Linked DNA regions of Sus scrofa: regions 2 and 3 are each linked to region 1. Evidence: chromatin contacts called from public Hi-C and HiChIP or PLAC-seq data. All regions are on one chromosome and are shown on one strand. The core of a region is the stretch at or near the end of the contact, and the rest is flanking DNA. Distances in the headings are between cores, read along the strand shown. Region 1 holds the start of BLOC1S4 (biogenesis of lysosome-related organelles complex 1 subunit 4). Region 2 overlaps KIAA0232. Region 3 holds the start of KIAA0232.

The links. Hi-C and Micro-C count contacts between places; a contact is called where the count stands out from the background. HiChIP or PLAC-seq counts read pairs in DNA pulled down with a chosen protein or histone mark.
Region 2: a contact with region 1 is called in an H3K27ac HiChIP or PLAC-seq map of alveolar macrophages. The contact joins the enhancer-like site here to the promoter of BLOC1S4 in region 1. A contact is called at or near these places in 1 of 5 promoter capture datasets (liver), 4 of 47 Hi-C or Micro-C datasets (embryonic fibroblasts, epiblast stem cells, liver and 1 more) and 2 of 2 datasets of contacts at active chromatin or transcription factors (alveolar macrophages and skeletal muscle).
Region 3: a Hi-C map of liver shows a contact between it and region 1, with 2.9 times the contacts expected there. The contact joins the promoter of KIAA0232 here to the promoter of BLOC1S4 in region 1. A contact is called at or near these places in 1 of 5 promoter capture datasets (liver), 13 of 47 Hi-C or Micro-C datasets (alveolar macrophages, brain, embryonic fibroblasts and 5 more) and 2 of 2 datasets of contacts at active chromatin or transcription factors (alveolar macrophages and skeletal muscle).

The regions. Positions count from the first base shown.
Region 1 is chr8:4,094,156-4,097,842 of Sscrofa11.1, forward strand. BLOC1S4 (biogenesis of lysosome-related organelles complex 1 subunit 4) reads right to left here and starts at 1,635. Exons shown (of 1, transcript XM_003356845.4): 1 at 1-1,635. The coding sequence starts at 1,595. The coding sequence ends at 939.
Region 2 is chr8:3,983,252-3,986,938 of Sscrofa11.1, forward strand. All of the region lies in intron 3 of KIAA0232, which reads right to left. Among named protein-coding and RNA genes, the nearest start is that of KIAA0232, 46 kb to the right of the region's middle. Within about 2 kb of position 1,675, at least 3 of the 83 cell types and tissues checked have an H3K27ac peak or open chromatin away from gene starts, as enhancers often do. A contact at or near this core is called in alveolar macrophages, where this site is marked.
Region 3 is chr8:4,029,548-4,033,234 of Sscrofa11.1, forward strand. KIAA0232 reads right to left here and starts at 1,848. Exons shown (of 13, transcript XM_021100968.1): 1 at 1,606-1,848.

The sequences.
Region 1 (3,687 bases), core at 385-2,884:
TGGTGTTGTTATGGCTGTGGTGTAGGCCAGCAGCTGTAGCTCCGATTAGACCCCTAGCCTGGGAACCTCCGTATGTCAAGGGTGTGGCCTTAAAAAAAGCAAAATAATAATAATAATAATAAAGTAAGAGTTCCCATCATGGCTCAGCAATTAACGAACCTGACTAGTATCCATGAGGACTCAGGTTTGATCCCTGGCCTTACTCGGTGGGTTGAGGATCCCGACGTTGCCGTGAGCTGCGGTGTAGGTCGCAGATGCCACTCAGATCTGCTGTTGCTGTGGCTCTGGCAGGCCATCGGCTACAGCTCAGACTGGACCCCTAGCCTGGGAACCTCCATATGCTGCAGGTGTGACCCTAAAAAGACAAATAACAATAATAATAATAATAATAAAGTAAAAGTAAGCTATGGAAAACTGAATCACTATTGGGATCAAATTAACAAGGCTTTAAAGGCTCAGTTTTCTTAAGTGTATACAAGTATGCAAATCTTGAAAAGATATTACTATTAGTTGAGCCGTAAAATAAATAAGTTCTGCCACAGTGCATACATAAATTCATTTATTTTGCTTCCTGGTCCCTACCCGCACAAACCCCACACCAAGTAGCTTTCAAGTCTGAACTGGAAGACATAGAAAATCATGTATCCTGGAGTTCCCTGGTGGCTCGGCAGGTTAAGGATCTGGTGTTGTCACTGCTATAGTTTAAGCCACTGCTGTGGCACAGGTTCTTCTCCTGACCCCAGAACTAACGCATGCCACAGGGCAGAAAAGAAAAAAGAAAAAGAAAATCTTATATCCTATGTGAGATGAAGACGTGAGAAATGAAGTGTGCAAAAAATTACTTGAAAATTCCAAACTCCAACATCGTGCATGTCTATTAACAGCACTTTCAATTGATAATTTCAGACCGCGTCCTCTTGCAGCGCTGTGCGGCAGACTCACACCTGAGGTCTTTCGCTGCAACAGGGAAAGTGGTCTTCTGTCCGAAACACGACGGGGGGCTCGTATCCCGTCAGCTGGGATTTGCTGGAGGGCGCCTTGTTGAAGAAGGACGGCACGTTAATTGTGTGCAGGAGTTTCCGGAATGTACTAGGGAAAGTCCCCAGCTCGGCCTCCGCCCTGGCGACATGCTCCTCCATCCTGGCCACGCTGGCGCCGATCATCCCCACGAAGGCCTCGAGCCGGTCGATCTTGCTGTAGACCCGACGCATCTCGGTGGCCTTAGCGTAAATGCGAGGCACGCCTTCGCTAACCACGTGGGAGGAGTCGCCGCGCAGCATGTCGAGCATACCCACAAACTCGTCCACCCTGGTGAGCAGATCCTCCAGGCTCGCGTCCAAGGCCTCGACCTCGGGGCGCGCCCCGGCGCTGGGCAGCAAGCAGGTGGCGTAGCCGGCGGCTGCGCGGCGCAGCAGCGGCAGGTCCCGGCCCGGCGCGCCCAGCTCGGGACCCTCGTCCTCCCACGGCCCAGAGGCGCTGCTGTGGCTCTGGGACACGTTGCCGCTGTCCCCGCTCCAAGAAGCTACCTGGGGATCCGCCTCCTCTGCCGCTGGCACCTCCAGCGGCCGCAGGCACCCAACCGGGTCACCCTCCATGGCGCGCGACGCCCAGACTTCCACCCACTTCCGGTCTCAGCGCGCATGCGCACGCATGGCACGCAGCCACACTTCCGGCCTCCACGCGCGCACTTTGCGCCGCGCAATCCCCTTGTTTCTGGTCCCTTGCCCGCCGCAGGCACGTGCGCGCGCCCGCGCCACCTCCGCTTGCAGCGGCCGGAGCACTCAGGCCCCGCGTATACGTTCATGCTCAGAACCCTTTTTTATATTTTTGATGCTGCGCCTGCATATAGAAGGTCCCCCGCTAACAGTCAAATCAGAGCTGCAACTGGGACCTGTGCGACAGCCATAGCAACACGGATCTGGGCGGCATCTTCGACCTACATGGCGACTTACGGCAACACTGGATACTTAACTCACGGAGCAAGGCTAGGAATCACACCTGCATCCTTTTGGTTTTTTTTAATTATTTTTATTTTTATTTTATTTTATTTTTCAAACCTGCATCCTTACAGAGACAAGGATAGGTCCTTAACCCACTGAGTCACAACGGGAACTCTCAGAACCCTTTTTAAAAATATGAAAGTATAACGAATACAATAAATGAATCTTAAATGTACACATGGATGGAATTCTCGCTGTGGTGCAGTGGGTTAAGGGCTTGGCTTTGTCTCTGCAGTGGCAGGTGTTCAATCCCTGGCCCAAGCACTGCGTTAAGAATCCAGTGTTGCTTTCTCATAGCTTGGATTCGATCCTGGCACAGGAACTTCCATATGCAGTAGGTATAGTTTAAAAAAAAAAAAGTACACATTTATTGTTTTGTTCATATCCATACAACCATGTAACCTCCAACCAGGTCAAAATATAATACTGAGGCACAAGGTGGGTAGGCTCCAGGTTAGACTTTTACAGCCAGCCTCCTGTTTATTCTTTGAGATAGACTAGGAACAATGAGGTTGCGGATTTGATCCCTGGCCTCAAACAGTCGGTTAAGGATCTGGGTGCTGCCCTGAGCTGTGGTGTAGGTTGCAGATGCGGCTCGGACCTGGCATTGCTGTGGCTGTGGAGTAGGCTGGCAACAACGGCTCCAATTCAACCCCTAGCCTGGGAACCTCCATATGCCGAAGGTGTAGCCCTGAAAAGACAAAAAATAAAAAAATTTTAAAAATAACAACAGAACAGAGTAAATAAATGGACTTTGTCTCCTGTGGACATTTTTTTTTTGTCTTTTCTAGGGCTGCTCCCATGGCACATGGAGTTCCCAGGCTAGGGGTCTAATTGGAGCTGCAGCCACTGGCCTACGCCAGAGCCACAGCAACACGGGATCCGAGCCACGTCTGCAACCCACACCACAGCTCGCGGCAACGCCAGATCGCCAACCCACTGAGCAAGGCCAAGAATCGACCCCGAAATCTTACGGTTCCTAGTCAGAGTCGCCAAACACTGTGCCACGATGGGAACTCCTCCTGTGGGCACTTTTAAGCAAAGGTAGTGGCAGGGCCAGACCAGAGAACAGCTAATTCCTGCTTGGGCAAACATCGAAAGGTCACATACTTCCCATGCTCAGGGTTAGGGAGACCCCAACATCACATGTGCATCAAGACCATGAGGGGTCAGGAAGGAAGGGGATGCTAGGCCATAATAACTTGTGCTAACCGTCCCATAAGCACTTGCGCTGGAACCCATTTTGACTAAAAGATGGGCACACATTGAGGAGGGCCCTGGCTCTGATCAGGTGTGAGAAATAAAAACAAAATTGGCCAAAGGAAAACAAAGACTCAGAAGAACTGCTCCATATATGTGATTTAAATCACCCCTCTGCCACCTTCCCACACTTCTTTGGCTGTGTATTACTGCCTTGCTTCTGTCTTAAATAAACTGCTTCTCTGTGTGTTCTCCCACATGTTTCGCTGTGCGTTTAACAAACTTTGTAACTTTGGATCCGGCGTCTCTGTGAGCTGTGGTGTAGGTTGCAGACTCAGCTCGGATCCTGAGTTGCTGTGGCTCTGGTGTAGGCTGGTGGCTGCAGCTCTGATTAGACCCCTAGCCTGGGAACCTCCATATGCTGCAGGGGCGGCCCCAGAAAAGGCAAAAAGACAAAAAAAAAATTCACACTAATGGCCCAGCAATT
Region 2 (3,687 bases), core at 425-2,924, 110 kb before region 1:
TGGCAGCTGACTCCGAGGGACCTTCCCGAGGCATCCCCTGGCTCCTGGTGCCTGCCAGTGTCCAGAAGGTCATGGACATGGGTGAGGAAAAAACCAGAAATGTGCATTAAATGCAGGAGCTGTACTCAAAACATTTTCTCAATTCTATGGAAAGATTTCACCAAAAACCCCACCCCTTTTATGACGGGTCTGCGGGAGTGTGTGCATGTGAATCCGTGTACGCACTGCTGGTACTAACTCCCACTCTAAATTTTATTTTCACTCTCCTTACGTGTAAAGTTAATTTAAATTACTGTCCACTGAGTGAATGATCACTGAAATACAAGTATATGCAGTACTGGAGTTCCTGTCATGGCTAGGCAGTTAATGAACCTGACTGGCATCCGTGAGGATGCAGGTTCGATCCCCTTAACTCGTTCAGTGGGTTAAGGATCTGGCATTGCTGTGAGCTGCGGTGTAGGTCGCAGACGCGGCTCGGACCCCTTGTTGCTGCGGCCCTGGCGTAGGCCGGCAGCTACAGCTCTGACAGGACCCCTAGCCTGGAACCGCCATACGCCGTGGGTGCGGCCCTGAAAAAAGACCAAAAAAAACACATCCCAAAAAACCAAGTATATGCAAACACTGGAGGAACTCAGGATGGGTCAGATTTTGTAACTGTTGCTGTTCATGACAGGAACGTAGAAAGGAAAGCTCTGCAAATGCTACACTAACAGTGACAACCTGCAGGGCATGCTTCCGGGTGGCTGAAAGAACAAACAAGCGTTGCTGAATACAAACATGAGCACTCTCAAACGGCCATCAATACTGGAATTACTTCTTATTTAACCTGCGGGCAAAAACAAAAAAACAGAAAAGGCAATCATCTAGATGATAGGGCCTGAGGCGAGATTTAAACAGAGGATGTAAAAGAAACTGCCACAAAGCTACAGTCATCAAAACAGCGTGGTGCTGGCAGACACAAAGACAGACACATCAAGGACTAGAAGAGACAGCCCAGTAATAGACCATCGTATTAAGTGCTCAAATGATTTTCCACAAAGGTGTCAAGACCACTGCATGAGGAAAGGACAGTCTTTTCAACAAGTGGGGCTGAAAAAACTACATATCCACATGCACAAGAGTGAGGGACTCTTACCACACACCGTTCCTAAAACTTAAGTCAAAAGACCTATACATAAAAGCTAAAACTGCAAAACTCTTGGAAGAAACAAAGGGCACAGCCTCCTGGCAGTGGATTTGGCAATGACTTCTGTATTACAACACCAAAGGCACGAGTAACAAAAGAAAAAAAAAGACAAACTCAGCTTCATAAAAAATTATAAATCTGGGGCACTGAAAGACACCATAAACAGAGTGAAAAGGCAACCCCCCGGAATGCGAGGAGATATTTGCAAATTATGTATCTGATAAGAGGTTAATTTCCAAACCTGGAGAGAAATTCTAAAACTCGGAAACAACAAAACAAATATCAGATTCAAAAATGGGAAAAGGGTCTGAAAGTGTCCAAAGAATATATGCAAATGGCCAATACACACAAGAAAAGAGGCTCAGCATCATCAATCATCAGAGAAAATGCAAATGAAAATTGTAACAAGCTACCCTCACACCAATCAGGATGGCGCCATTAAAACAAAACAAAGCAAAACCAAGAACAGGAACTAACAAGTGCTGGTGAGGCTCTGGGCCGAGGGCACCCTGTGCACGGGCTGGGCTGGAACGCGGTGCAGCCAGTATCAGTCCCTCAAGACACTGAACACAAGTTACCACAGATCCCGTGATTCCCCTCTGGGTCTATACCTACCGCTCAAAGCTGAAACCAGGTTCTCGAGAGATGACTGCCCACCATGGTCAAGGCAACAGTTCACACCAGCTAAAACGTGGACGAGACCCGTGTGCCCACTGATGGGTGGCTGAGCAAAGTGTGGCACATCCATGGGATGGAATATGAGTCAGTCCTTTTTTTTTTTTTTTGGTCTTTTTTCCTTTTCTTGAGCCACTCCCGTGGCATATGGAGATTCCCAGGCTAGGGGTCGAATTGGATCTGTAGCCACTGGCCTACGCCAGAGCCACAGCAACACAGGATCTGAGCTGCATCTGCAACCTACACCACACTCATGGCAATACTGGATCCTCAACCCACTGAGCAAGGCCAGGGATCGACCGCAACTTCATGGTTCCTAGTCGGATTCGTTAACCCCTGTGCCATGACGAGAACTCCTGAGTCAGTCTTAAAAACGAAGGAAATCCATGGAGTTCCCGTTGTGGCACAGTGGCAACAAATCTGACTAGCATCCATGAGGACGCAGGTTCCACCCCTGGCCTCGCTCAGTGGGTTAAGGATCCAGTATTGCCATGAGCTACGGCGTAGGGCGCAGATGAGGCTCGGATCTGGCCAGCCACAGAAAGTGTGATTCCACTGATATGAGATACTTAGGAGCAGTCAAAATCATAGCAACAGAAAGTACAGTAGTGGTTGCCAGGGGCTAGAGGCAAAGGGGAATTATAACATTTCCATTTCACAGGATGAAAAGAGTTCTGGAGATGAATGGTGGTGACAGCAGAGAGACATACCGGATATATTTAATACCACTGACCTGCACCCTTAGAAATGGGAAAGATGGTACATTTTATGTTATGAGTATTTCACCACTATAAAAAATGGGGTGGGGGGATGATGAGAGAAGAAATGCTGGGACTTCTCTGGGGGCAGGCCCAGTGTGGAGGGCCAGTATCTGCATCCTGCTGCCCTGCACACACAAGCCACCCACCTGAGAAAGAAGCACACATCTACTCATTTCTTCTGTAAAAACAGGAGCATCGTCTAGGTCCCGAAAATTGTTTTAAGGGCTGGGAATAAAGCAGAAAATATGACAAAGTCCCTAACTTCATGAATTGTGTATTCCAGGAGAGGAGATGTACAAATAAATATAAATATAGCAAATAATCATACTATCCCAGCTAGTTACAAGTGTTTCCAAGAAAAATAAAGTAGGAAAGGGGAGTGAGAATGGAAAGGTTCTTTTTAAACACGGTGCTCAAAGACAAACTGAGGCTAAGACCAGCAAAATTAACACCAAACTGAACAAGCAAACAAGTGAATTCCTCCTGTTAAAAAGCAACTGGCGGGGGAGTTCCCGTGGTGGCTCGCAGGTTATGAACCTGACTAGTATCAATGAGGATGTGGGTTCAATCCCTGGGCTCACTCAGTGGGTTAAAGATCTTGCACTGCCATGAGCTGTGGCGTAGGTCACAGACGCGGCTCGGCTCGGATTCCGAGTTGCTGTGGCTGTGGCGTAGGCCAGCAGCGGGAACTCTGATCTGACCTCTGGCCTGGAAACTTCCATATGCCAGATGCACAGCCATAAAAAGAAGAAGAATCAGGAGAAGCAGCAGCAGAAGAAGAAGAAAATAACTGGTGGATAATCCAAGAGAAGAAAAATGGGTAAAAGCTAAATTTCATTAAAATAAAAACTGCTCTGTGAAAAGCAATGTCAAGAAGATTAGAGGACAAGCCACAAAAGACAGCGTGTGATAAAGGACTGTGAGGCAAAATACACAAAAAACTCTTAAAACTCAGTAACAGGAAAACAAACAACCTGACTGAAAAATAGGCTACAGACCTCAGCAGACACGTCACCAAAGCAGATACACGCATGGCAGTTAAGGACATGCAAACACGCTCAAGTC
Region 3 (3,687 bases), core at 598-3,097, 64 kb before region 1:
GTAACAGCAGATCTTTAACCCACTGAACGACACCAGGAATCAAACCCCCATCCTCATAGATACCAGTCGGGTTCGTTACTGCCGGGCCATGAAGAGAACTCCGGAAGCAGTAAATATTTTTGAATTATTAAAAATGCATTATTCAGTAAGTACAGCCACTGAATAGAGACATAAAAAGTATTATCGGCATGAAGCTTACGTATAGGTATGCAGAGGCACAATTTCATAAATAATCTTGGCCACAAGGAAACGTCATTCAGGTCCTGAGACCCACTCACGAATGGATCAATCCAAAATAACCGATGGGAGGCTATGTGACCTTCAGGCTGCGGAGGGGTAGATTTCCCCTCGTTAAATTCAAAGCCTATGAAACGGCCAAGGTGTTCGGGCTTATACCGCATAAGAGAAACCTAGCTTGGGGATTTGACTGTATAGTTAGTTTTACCCAGAGCATCACCTAGTCATCAAAACTGCGCACCCCTCCCCCCACACCAGTCTTCCACCCCTGCTTTTTTTTCAAAACGAGCGAAGACCCAGAGAAGCAAAACTCATTCTCAGGAACTTGAATGAAGCAGCCAACCTAGACAGCCAGGAATCCTCCCCGGGTCTTTATTAGCAGAAAGCACAGTGAGTTAAACCATTTCAAAGCACCGCATGTCCCCCGAGCCGCTCAATCTACACTCTACGAGGTTAGGTCTCCAGAGCTTGCCGAGAAAGGACTGAAACTGAAAGGTGGCCAAAGAGAAATCTTAAACCGGGCCTGTCACGATTTGGGGGTCTGCCGCCAGGCGCCAGGCAGGGCCTGTCAACCGCGCGCCGCACGCCGCGTCCCGGCGCGGCAGGCAGCATTTCCCACGCGACCACCCGCTCCTCGGACGCCGCCGAGCCGGCAGCGCCGAAGGGCCGCCGGGGCCGCCAGGGCTCGGGAGCCGCCCCAGCGGGCCCCGGCCCTCCCGCGCCGCCGCCGCCGCGGGTGACTTTGCGGGCCCGTCCCTCCCGCGGGCGGCCGTAACCTTCGGCGAACCTTGCGCCGCAGGGCCCGCCCCGCCGCCAGCGCCCGCCCCGCGCGCGCAGCGCCACCGGCCCGCAGGCCCGTCAGTCGGCGCCGGCCCCGCCCCGCCCCGCCCCTCCCCCGCCGGCGGTTTCCCTTCCCCGGCCCCTAAAGGACAATGCAGGAGGGGAGGGGGCGGGCGGACGCGGCGGGGCGAGGGCAGCGCCGCGAGCGCCCACCCGCCGGCCGGCCGCGCCGGGAGCCCCGCGGCCGCCGCTCCCCGGGCTCCGCAGCCCGGCCGCACATCCACTCCCCGCCTCGCCTCCCCCCAGAGAGCCGCTCCCAGCGCGGCGACACCGGCCCATTGTGCGGACTCATCGCCCGCCCCCCGCGCGCGCCGAGCCCGGCGCAGGGGTCCCCAGGGCGGGGGTCGCCGGGCCCGCAGCCCACCGCACGCCCGGGGCCCGGCCGGGGTCCTCGCGGAGCCCGCGGCCCGGCGGGACGGCCCGGCCTCCCTCAGGCCGGCCCCGGAGCCCCGCTGCGGCGGCCCGCCCGGCCCGGCCGCGCCTGCCGGGCCGAGGGGCCCCAGCCCACCCTGCGCCCGCCCGCGGTACCTGCTGAGCAGCCGGGCGGCGCGGCGGCCGGCGAGGGCGCCTCCTCGCTCCGAGGGCTCCGAGCCGCTGCCGAGCGCCGGGCGGCCCTGGCCTGCGCCTTACGTAAAGCGGCGGCGGCTCCGGCGCCACTCGGCGGAGGGCGGGAGGCGGCGCGCCGCGGCCGCTCCGCTCCGTTACCCGGCAACTGGCCTCAGCGCCCCGCCAACCGGGCGCGCTCCATATCCTTCCGCCCAGGCGCCGGGATTACATCAGCGCCACCGCCCCGCCCCGGGGCCCCGCCCCTCCAGCGGGCGCGGGGCCCCGGGGCGGGGGCGTGCGGGCGCGCGGAGGGCCCCCTGGCCCGGGCCAGCTCTGCAGCCGCGCTTGGGTCCTGAGAGGCTCGAGGGCCGGAGGCGGGAGCCCACCCAGTGTGCGAGTTGTCGGAGCCGAGGCTGCCCCTGCGGAGGGGCGCGTGGGGCTGCTCTTGGCAAAAGCCCTTAAACTCCGCCGCCACCCTTCCCGCCCCCGGGCCGCCTCGGCCGCTCCTGCTTCCCGGCACATGCTCCACCTGTCTGCGCCCCCCTCCTCGCTGCGTCCTGGGATGGCTGGAGTGGGCGGTTTAACATTTTTTTTAACCCAGAAGACAAGCTAAAGAAATGTGACATGGCTGTTTTTATTAAGTAGGCAAAAATAAATTCTGGAAGATTCGGAAGTGGGAACCAAAAATGTGCACTAACCTTTTAGTCAAAGTTTCTTCACACCCACCCACTTTACTTAAATGTGATTTCTAGGCCTGTCCTTAAAAAGGCAGCTTAAGTATCATAGGCAGCAGAGAGGAAGGAGCCCTGAGCCCGGGTGGGAGATTGCCAATTTACAAAAGAGGGACGAGGACTTGTGCGGGGGGGGGGGGGGGGGCGCTACCTGCCGTTGTTCAGTGATGTATCTGTTGAGCACCTACTAGATGCTGGCCACTGGACTTTTCTGTTCAGAACTGAAGCAAAGTTCCCATACCAGCTCACTGACAGACTGGAAGGGGCAAACTGGATCCTAGGGGCGGGGGTGCTGGAGGAATGGACCACGAACTATGTACAGACTGTCTACAAAGGGGTTTCCTGTACCCTTGTCCTTTGTTCTTGAGAAGAATCTTGGGTCAAGGCTACCATCCCCATTACTCGGGAGAGGAACTGAGGCTCAGAGATAGTTACCGATTTCTCCTAAACTTTACTGCTCGTGAGTAGGCGAGGTTTTCTGACTCCCCTAAACCATCCCGCCTCTTGCAGGATTTGGACCCAAGCTCCTGGCTCTGAGACCTGGGGTCTTCTCCCTTTACACAGCTCTCTCCCTTCATCAGCTTCCCCTCAATTTTCTTCTGTGGCATTCTTCTCAGTTGACTGCATCCCATATGAATCACAATGCATTCAATCAGTGTCTTCGGAGCACCTGTTCTGGGCCTGGCTGGAGATCAAACTCTGAAAAGAGGGAGAGAATGAAAGTGTGCACGCGGGAGTTCCAGAGTGAACTGGGTGCCAAGAAGGGACAAGTAGTGAGCTTTGGAGTCTAGCTCCCAGGTGCTCCCAGACCTGGGATTTCACAGACCAGTGAAATTCCCCCCCAGATATAGGGGATTTGCAGAGTGGTCAACTTTTGGCTTTTGCCACATTGTTCACTTTGTTGTCATCTACATTCATGGTTTTGTGGAAAGGACTTATTAACAATGAAAATTAAAAATACGCTTGGCCATCTGTATCCATGAGTCTGCATCTGCAGATTCAACCCACCAGGGATCAAAATATTCAGGGGGAAAAAAAATCCAGAAAGTTCCAAAAGCAAGGTTGGAATTTGCCACAACCATTTACCTCACATTTACATTGTATTTATAACTATTTACATAGCATTTACATTGTGCTAGGTGTTATAAGTAATCTAGAGATGATTTAAAGTCTGGGGGAGGGGGCTGTGCACAGGTTGTACGCAAATACTGTGCCATCTTATATAAGGGACTCGAGCATCCTCTAGTTTGGGTATGGAGCCAGTCCTGGAACCACTAGGGATTGAACCATGACTGTAGCAACAATATCTCTCAGATATTCTCAGAAGAAAGGA